Linked DNA regions of Gossypium raimondii: region 1 is linked to region 2. Evidence: chromatin contacts called from public Hi-C data. All regions are on one chromosome and are shown on one strand. Each heading gives the region's core, a stretch centred on a gene start, on an enhancer-like site or on the middle of the called end of the contact. The rest is flanking DNA. Distances are from core to core; before and after follow the strand shown.

Evidence for each region. Hi-C and Micro-C count contacts between places; a contact is called where the count stands out from the background.
Region 1: a contact with region 2 is called in a Hi-C map of leaf, with 2.8 times the contacts expected there. The contact joins the promoter of LOC105765967 here to the promoter of LOC105765942 in region 2. A contact is called at or near these places in 2 of 2 Hi-C or Micro-C datasets (both in leaf).

The regions. Positions count from the first base shown.
Region 1 is chr5:36,337,311-36,341,137 of ASM2569854v1, forward strand. LOC105765967 reads right to left here and starts at 2,000. Exons shown (of 2, transcript XM_012585257.2): 1 at 1,583-2,000; 2 at 1-886. The coding sequence starts at 1,660.
Region 2 is chr5:35,831,103-35,834,618 of ASM2569854v1, forward strand. It overlaps LOC105765942 (E3 ubiquitin-protein ligase RGLG5), which reads right to left and starts at 1,312. Exons shown (of 13, transcript XR_008196291.1): 1 at 1,150-1,312; 2 at 1-13.

The DNA of each region.
Region 1 (3,827 bases), core at 750-3,249, 510 kb after region 2:
AATAATGAGAGAACCTCACTCGATCATTATGGCTGTAAGCTTTCATCTTAAATAGGAACTCATTGATGTGGCGGAAGCAAAAACTGCAATGCCAACCTGCATCGGCCAAAATTTCATCCGCCTGCCGATAATGCGCATACCTTGTTTTACCTGTTTGATACCTATGGATTGATGCCCTCCAACTTTTATTATCCACGAGAAACTCGAACGAGTAAAGATAATTCTTCAGCCGAAGATGAAGAACTTGAGGTATGTCATCACACCATCTCAAGAGGTTGATAGTATGTGCGCTCGGTATTTCGTCAACATCTGACATTATCAATAAGTCATCATCAGTAATTCCAGCTATTTTGAGAAGCTGGTCTAATGCTACTCGTTGCATAGCCTCCTCAATAAAAGGGTTTTCTCCTTTCTTAAACCTTCCTCCGATTGTGCCATAAGTTAACCGGGGCTCAACAAATTTGAATTGATCTCGATGGCTAGCAAAAACCATAGGCTTTGGAATTCCCGAAAATGTTGAATTAGACTCAAGAAGAACAAACTGTGTAATGTAAGGGTACAACTCTTGCCACCGTATTGTTAGCATATCCACCTCGTTGCTAAACAAAACTGCATCATAAACCCGTCTTGGAAATTCACGAATTCCCCAACCATGAAGTTTGCAGAGCTTTTCCATCGATACATTCTCATGATAATAATGTGGGATATCATGGAAAGGTTTCGGTGGCGATTCCCAGAGTGGTCTAAGGAAGTATGAAATCTTCTGTCCATGAATATATATACCAAATATGCACGTCGGAACCAGCACAAACAGCAAAATACAAGTTCTCAAATCAATGCCACGCAGTATGCAGCGGATTCTCGACATGCTCAACCGGCTCAAACCCTATAACATCGAGAAGATGTGATATTACCACTAATCAAATTTATTTGAGTATAAAAAGCAAAGGGGGATACGTTTTATAATTTGATTCTCTATTATCCCGATCCCCAACATAAAATTCCTGACTTCGCCCCTGCCGATAAACATCATGATTTGTAAGGGGAAGTTCAGAAAAGCAATGGAATACATGCAACTCATATTCGAAGTGTAATGCCCAATAAGATTCTATGAAAAGTAATAGCTTTCCAGACGTTCCTCCATGATTAAAAGTTACGAACCTAGATTCTTCATCTTTTCTAAAATACTCGTATTTACATTCATGCCGAATACATATACAGATATTGACGGCACTCATCTCGAATCCGAATAAAATAGGTTAAAAGCAAACCAATATTTTTATGTAAATTAGGTTCACAAATTACTTATTCTTTAGCTTTTTAAAGACTTTTGGTTACTTAAACACAATTTCAGATCGACGATAAATCAACCATCAAACTCTCAAACCCTAAATTAAAAGGAAAGATTCAAAAAACATAATCCGAACCCCCAAAAAACGTTGAAATTAACAACCAACAATTAGCAGCTAAATTGATTAATAATAATAATAATCTCAAACGCATCAATTTCCCTCAAATTCCTACGAAAAGATTAACAGAAACATCAAAAGGTAAAGGAAAAGAGATCAAAATATTGAAGTACCTGACCACAAACATCTCCATAGATATCATCAGATTTTTTAGGACAATGCCCTCCTCCTTCATTCATCATCCACCACATTTTTTCTAGAAATTTATAACTCCTTTTAGTAATAAAAAAAATTAAAAAAAATATGATTGTAAGTCAGTGCTGAAGAACCCAGAAACCTCAACTTCCAGAAAATCTCGCTCGATCTTCAGCAACCTTGTTCCACTTACAACGGTTACCTATTAACTATAATCTCCCTTTTCACAAGGAAAAAAAACACAAAAAGCCCCGAAATTTAGACAGTGAGAGACTCCTCTTATCAACTAATGAAAATCGATTAATGCAAAACATTAAAAAGAAACTGATGGAAAAATAAGGTAGAAGGAGAAAATAAATTGAATCTTAAAAATAAAATTATAAGGAATAAAGAGCTGGTGCCTCTCTGTTAATCGGTGGCAATTTTAAATACTAAACCTAATGAATGAGCAAAAACAAATGGTTTAATTCTGCTCTAAGTCCCTGTACTCTATGCATGTGTGAACTTTTTAGCCTTTATACTTTTAATTTAAAAATTTTAGCCTCTTTATTTTATTTTTTTATTTGATAATTTTACTCCAATTGATAACACCATCAAAACACTTTCATTAGGCTTAGCTTAATATTGCTTCTCAAAAGTAGCTTTAGATCAAAAATATTTTTGAATAAAACTAAAATTTTTGCTTCTAGTTTTAGGTGAAAAATCACTTTCATAAAGTTTTTTTTTTTTTGTCTTAAGAGCACTTTTGAAAAGCTCAAAATTAACTTATTTAGTAATTTTTATCTCAAAAATATTTTTGTCCCAAAAGTACTTATTAGGAACAATGCTAAACTGACCCTAAATTAGTGTTAGTTTAGCATTGCTTCTAAGAAACACTTTTGAGATAAAAATATTGTTAAACAATATGCTTTTGAGCTTTTCAAATGTGTTTTTCAAACAAAAATTCTTTACAAAAGTATTTTTTTAGTCAAAAGTAGAAGCAGATAATTTTAATTTTTGCTCAAAAGTACTTTTTGGCCCAAAAGCACTTTTGAAAAGTAATTCTAAACGGCTAGTTTAATATTGTTGTTGAGAAGTGTTTTTAAAGAGTGTTTTGGAAAAGTGATTTTGAGAAGTATTTTTGAAATGTTTGGTTTAAGATTTAAGTGTTTAGTATTACTTTCAAAATTACTTTTGAGAAATAAAATGTCCATTTAAGACATGGTGTTAAAAAAATAAGCATTTAAATAATATTTAAATTAATTAATATCATGATATTTTAATAAGAATATAAAAATAATTTATTATAATTTTTGTTAATATTTTAATATATGAAAAATAAATTTTAATTATTTTTAAGCAATTAGCTAGAGAAGAGAGAGTATCATGTGTTGGAGGGATGAAAACGTAACTAAGCTGCCAAAAATGTTTTGGAGAGAGAAAAGCTAAAAATTTAAACTTCTTCATTTGGAAAAATGCTTTTGAAAAACTAAAATTTCCATCAAAATTTATTTGTTTAGCATTCTTTTGCTTCAAAAATGTTTTCTATGTCAAAATTACTTCTAAAAACACTAAGGCATATAACAATTTTAAAATAAAAATTGCTCTCATAATCAATTTAAAATTACATAAAATTCATATGAGAAAAAAATTATGGAGTTTTATTTTACTTTTATAAAACATTATATAAAAACCTTACAACATTCATAGATTCATAATTGAAAATCCTACAACCCCATATTCAACATTTTCTTCTCTTTTTTTCATTTTCTTTTTTTTTTTGGCTTATTTGGTCTTGAGCACATGTAATGCTGGTCATGTGAGCACATTTCTTTTATTTTAAAATTGTTACATGTATTCGAAGACAATAAAGTTATCGATGGAATGGTAGTAATGGTATTTTCAAGGCCTTTAGGTAGGTATAGCTATATGCAATCCCAGATGAATTTTTTAATAATTACATGGTGATTATTTTGGAATGATTTAGCCTCGTTTAGTCTAGATATGATTTTATCTTTATTCATGTACCCAAAAAATGTTACATAATCTGCATTAAAAAAATGCTTTGATGAAATTATAAATTAAACATCAATTATTAATCAGAATAGAATAAAGACTAAATTCTTAAGATTAAAAGTAGAGGAATTAAATTTTAAACGTGTAAAACGTACAGGGACCAAAAGGAAAATTAGATGAAAAATAAATAACTTTACTCTGATTTTCTCTGGGTTTACTATTTCACCC
Region 2 (3,516 bases), core at 62-2,561:
ATGATATCTCCTCCTGCAAATCAAATAAGACCAATCATGAAAATCATTGAAAGCCAGTCAGTTTTATAAGATAAGATCCAGAAAATGATATGCAATAATTGAATATGATCAAGATATTACTAACTAAGATACCTTAAAACTGTTAAAATATCCTTTTGATTCTTGAATAAAGTATTGTCAAATTAAAAGGGTTAAGGATATGATAATTCTATAAATTAAAAGGTATTTAAAGGTTCTAAATAAAAGAAATTTCCTTGGAAATTTACTGGTATGAAAATAAAGACTAATAAAATGCAAAAAGGCTGCTGCTGGTAATGACAGGTTCAAAAAGCTACCTACTGACTAAACATGTAACCACAATTAATTGCAAGAAGTGCAAACCTCAACATTTATACAAGACCACAGGAAACTCAAAACTTGAGACTCAGATAAGGACAAGGGTCAAAATCCGATACAAATACAGCAATGGTTTAACACCCAGCACTGGAAAATTCTTAAAATTTGGTTATTAAGAAAAGATTTGACCTATACAAGTAAATTTTTTGACAAGTAAAACACTTCAAGGAACTCTTAAGAAAAGGCAAAAGGAGAAGAAATTCCAGGTGGGTTTTTCCATTGATGAACACGCAAGAGATGACTATAGATAAGTATTTCTATATTCGTAAATGAACGAATAAATTTAACAACCAAATGTTTCATAAAAAAAATTAATGAAACTGATATACATTAATTATATACGTAACCTTCACTAGCAAGAAAACCCCAGGATTATAATTGTAAAAAAAGGAGTCAACTACCATTGTTTTAGGTACTTTTGCTTATCAATCAGTGCATTTTTATTAATTATTTATTTTATAGATATGTAAACCAAACATATCCTGGCAGAATGGCAGGAATCCGTAGACAACAAATCAATTTAATATTGACCAAGGGCCCTGGGTCATCATCTTCATCTCAAAGTAAAATGAAAAAAACAAAATGAATAAACAATGGTCAAACCTTCATGTATTAGAAAAAAAAATTGCAGATTAACAATGATTTTACCAGTTGGGACTTGGGATTTAGTTACTTAAAACGACGACCTAAAAAAAAAATCAAAGGGAACTTGATATATCAATACGAGAGTTAAGCAATGGAAATTAACAGGACCTGGAAAATTTTATGAAAAGGACTTGAGATTTTCCCTTTCATAATCAATGGAAAATTGAAGGGGTTTGGGGAATGAACAAGGTCAACAAAGTTTGGTAAGGGAAGGTGCGGCACATGGAACTAGGGTGTGAACGTGTCTTATCCAAGTGAATTTGCGACGAAAGTTCAAAGCAATTGATGACTTTAATTTGGGTTTGAGTCAATGGGGTTTTTTCTTGGAACCATGTCGATCTGGTTTTTTTTTTTTTTTTACAGGATTTTAACAAAGATTAAACTTTTTTGATATATAAAAGGTTGTCCCTGCATCTATTGGAAAACGACATGTTTTCAGCAGTGAAAAATTGGGGGATAAAAAAAAAAAAAACAGTTTTCAGCGACAATATCGAAACTCTCAATCATAAAAAGCGATAAGCGCCCGTCTGAGAATTGTGTCGATGGAACACAATAGACAGACAAAAAAACAAACTCAATCTAGATTGACATTTTCAACTACTACGAGGATTTTTTATTAAAATATTATAAAAATAAGAAGAATTGTATATACATTCATGTCTACCTTGTTGTAATTGAACTAGTCACTCTTATAGAAAAAATTTGTTCACCAAACTTTGGGTGGAGAAAGTCCTTAGGTTTTTATACATGCGCTGGAAACCTAGTCTAGTTTGAACATCTATTGAAAAGTGAAACAGTTCGGACAAAAATATAGATCCAAAAATAAAATTAGATAAATAATAAAATTTGTTTAGAAAATGGGTTAGATCTCGAGTAAAGTTTTTTTGCCCTGAGTTTAGTCCAAATTTAGAAAAAGAAAAAATGTTTTGCTGTTTATGTTAGTACAAAAACTTCAGTGAGGAAAATCTCAGACACACAAATGAAATACGAACAACAACTCGAACAGAAAATGAAGAAATAGAACAAGACTGTAAGGCGTGTATTAAGCCACTACCTTTAAGGTTCTATTCACCCCAACCTATACTCGGTGTGCAAATGAATTTCAAGCAAATGAACCTCGAGGATACAATTAAGCCCGATGACTATTTGTGTTTTGCATTGACGAAAATAGTCCATTAAGCATTGAGCAATGCATAACAAGAAAGTCAATTTCTATAAAAACAAATTGCAATAATTCTTTATAAAATAATCTAATAATATTAGAAGATGGAAGAAAGATAGAATTTTAAAACCTGTTGATATGATTTTCAAATGAAATCTCATTCCTATTTATAGGAATTTTCATGTGTCTTCAAAGAGACATCTTTCAATAGGTGTATTATATGAATAATAACATCTTTAAAATACACATAATTATTATTCATCTAATATTATAACCATTCAAGTAATATTGTTTGAATAGTTATAAATTTTTGTCAAAAATCAAGTGATATAACTCTTGGCCAATAACAAAAAAAAATAACTTTTGATTAATTACATCCTTTCATTTATAGTTATTGAAACACTATAAACATTTGAAAATGTTCCAACAATCTCCCCCTATTTTCAAAATATTTTAGAATTTGATTTTCTTGGAAATCAATTTTCATAAATGAAGGTGTCTTACGATTGAACCTTCACTTAGTGAAAACATGTTAAAGTTAATCGGACTTGCATAGTAGACTAAGCTTTGAACCAACTATTCTATTTGATTAACCGAACACATCTCACATAATGATTTCAACATCGATCAATGCATAGTAACCAGGGACACTATTATGGTCATGTGTTTGTGTCCTCTTTTCATGGGTGCTGTCAGAGCCAAGCCCTTGAGCTCTTAGAAACAGTCACACTTCCGCTCACATAGGTAGATCCCATCAAGAGTGTTCCCGTAATTATAACAATCTAACATATTAGTGTTATGGGTACATTAAAAGTACATTACTCATCATTCCCTTATCAATACAAGTACCTAGCACTTTAGTCTTAGGATGAATTTATTTGTAGTGCTAGCAATCATATACAAATGATGTACTTTGTCCAATTGAACTTAAGACTTGACGTTATACCAAGCGTTGAGTCGAGTTTCCATCATGAGTGACTCTAATTAATGGGCTTGAGTCCCATCCCTTTTGAGGTTTTGTTGACTACATCTTTAGCAAGACTTTTTGTCAAAGATCCGCCAAATTTTCACTTGACCTCACATAATTAGTAATGATCACTCCATCAAAGATTAATTGTCAGTCATAGTTATGTCTTAATCCAATATATCAAGACTTTCCATTATATATTTGGAAATATGCATTTGATAGAGTAGCCTCACTATCACAATATTTAGAAATAGTTGAAATTGGTTTAGGCCATAAAGGTACATCATAAAGCAAATTTCTTAACCATTTTACTTCTTTAGATGCAATGGTTAATGTAATAAATTCG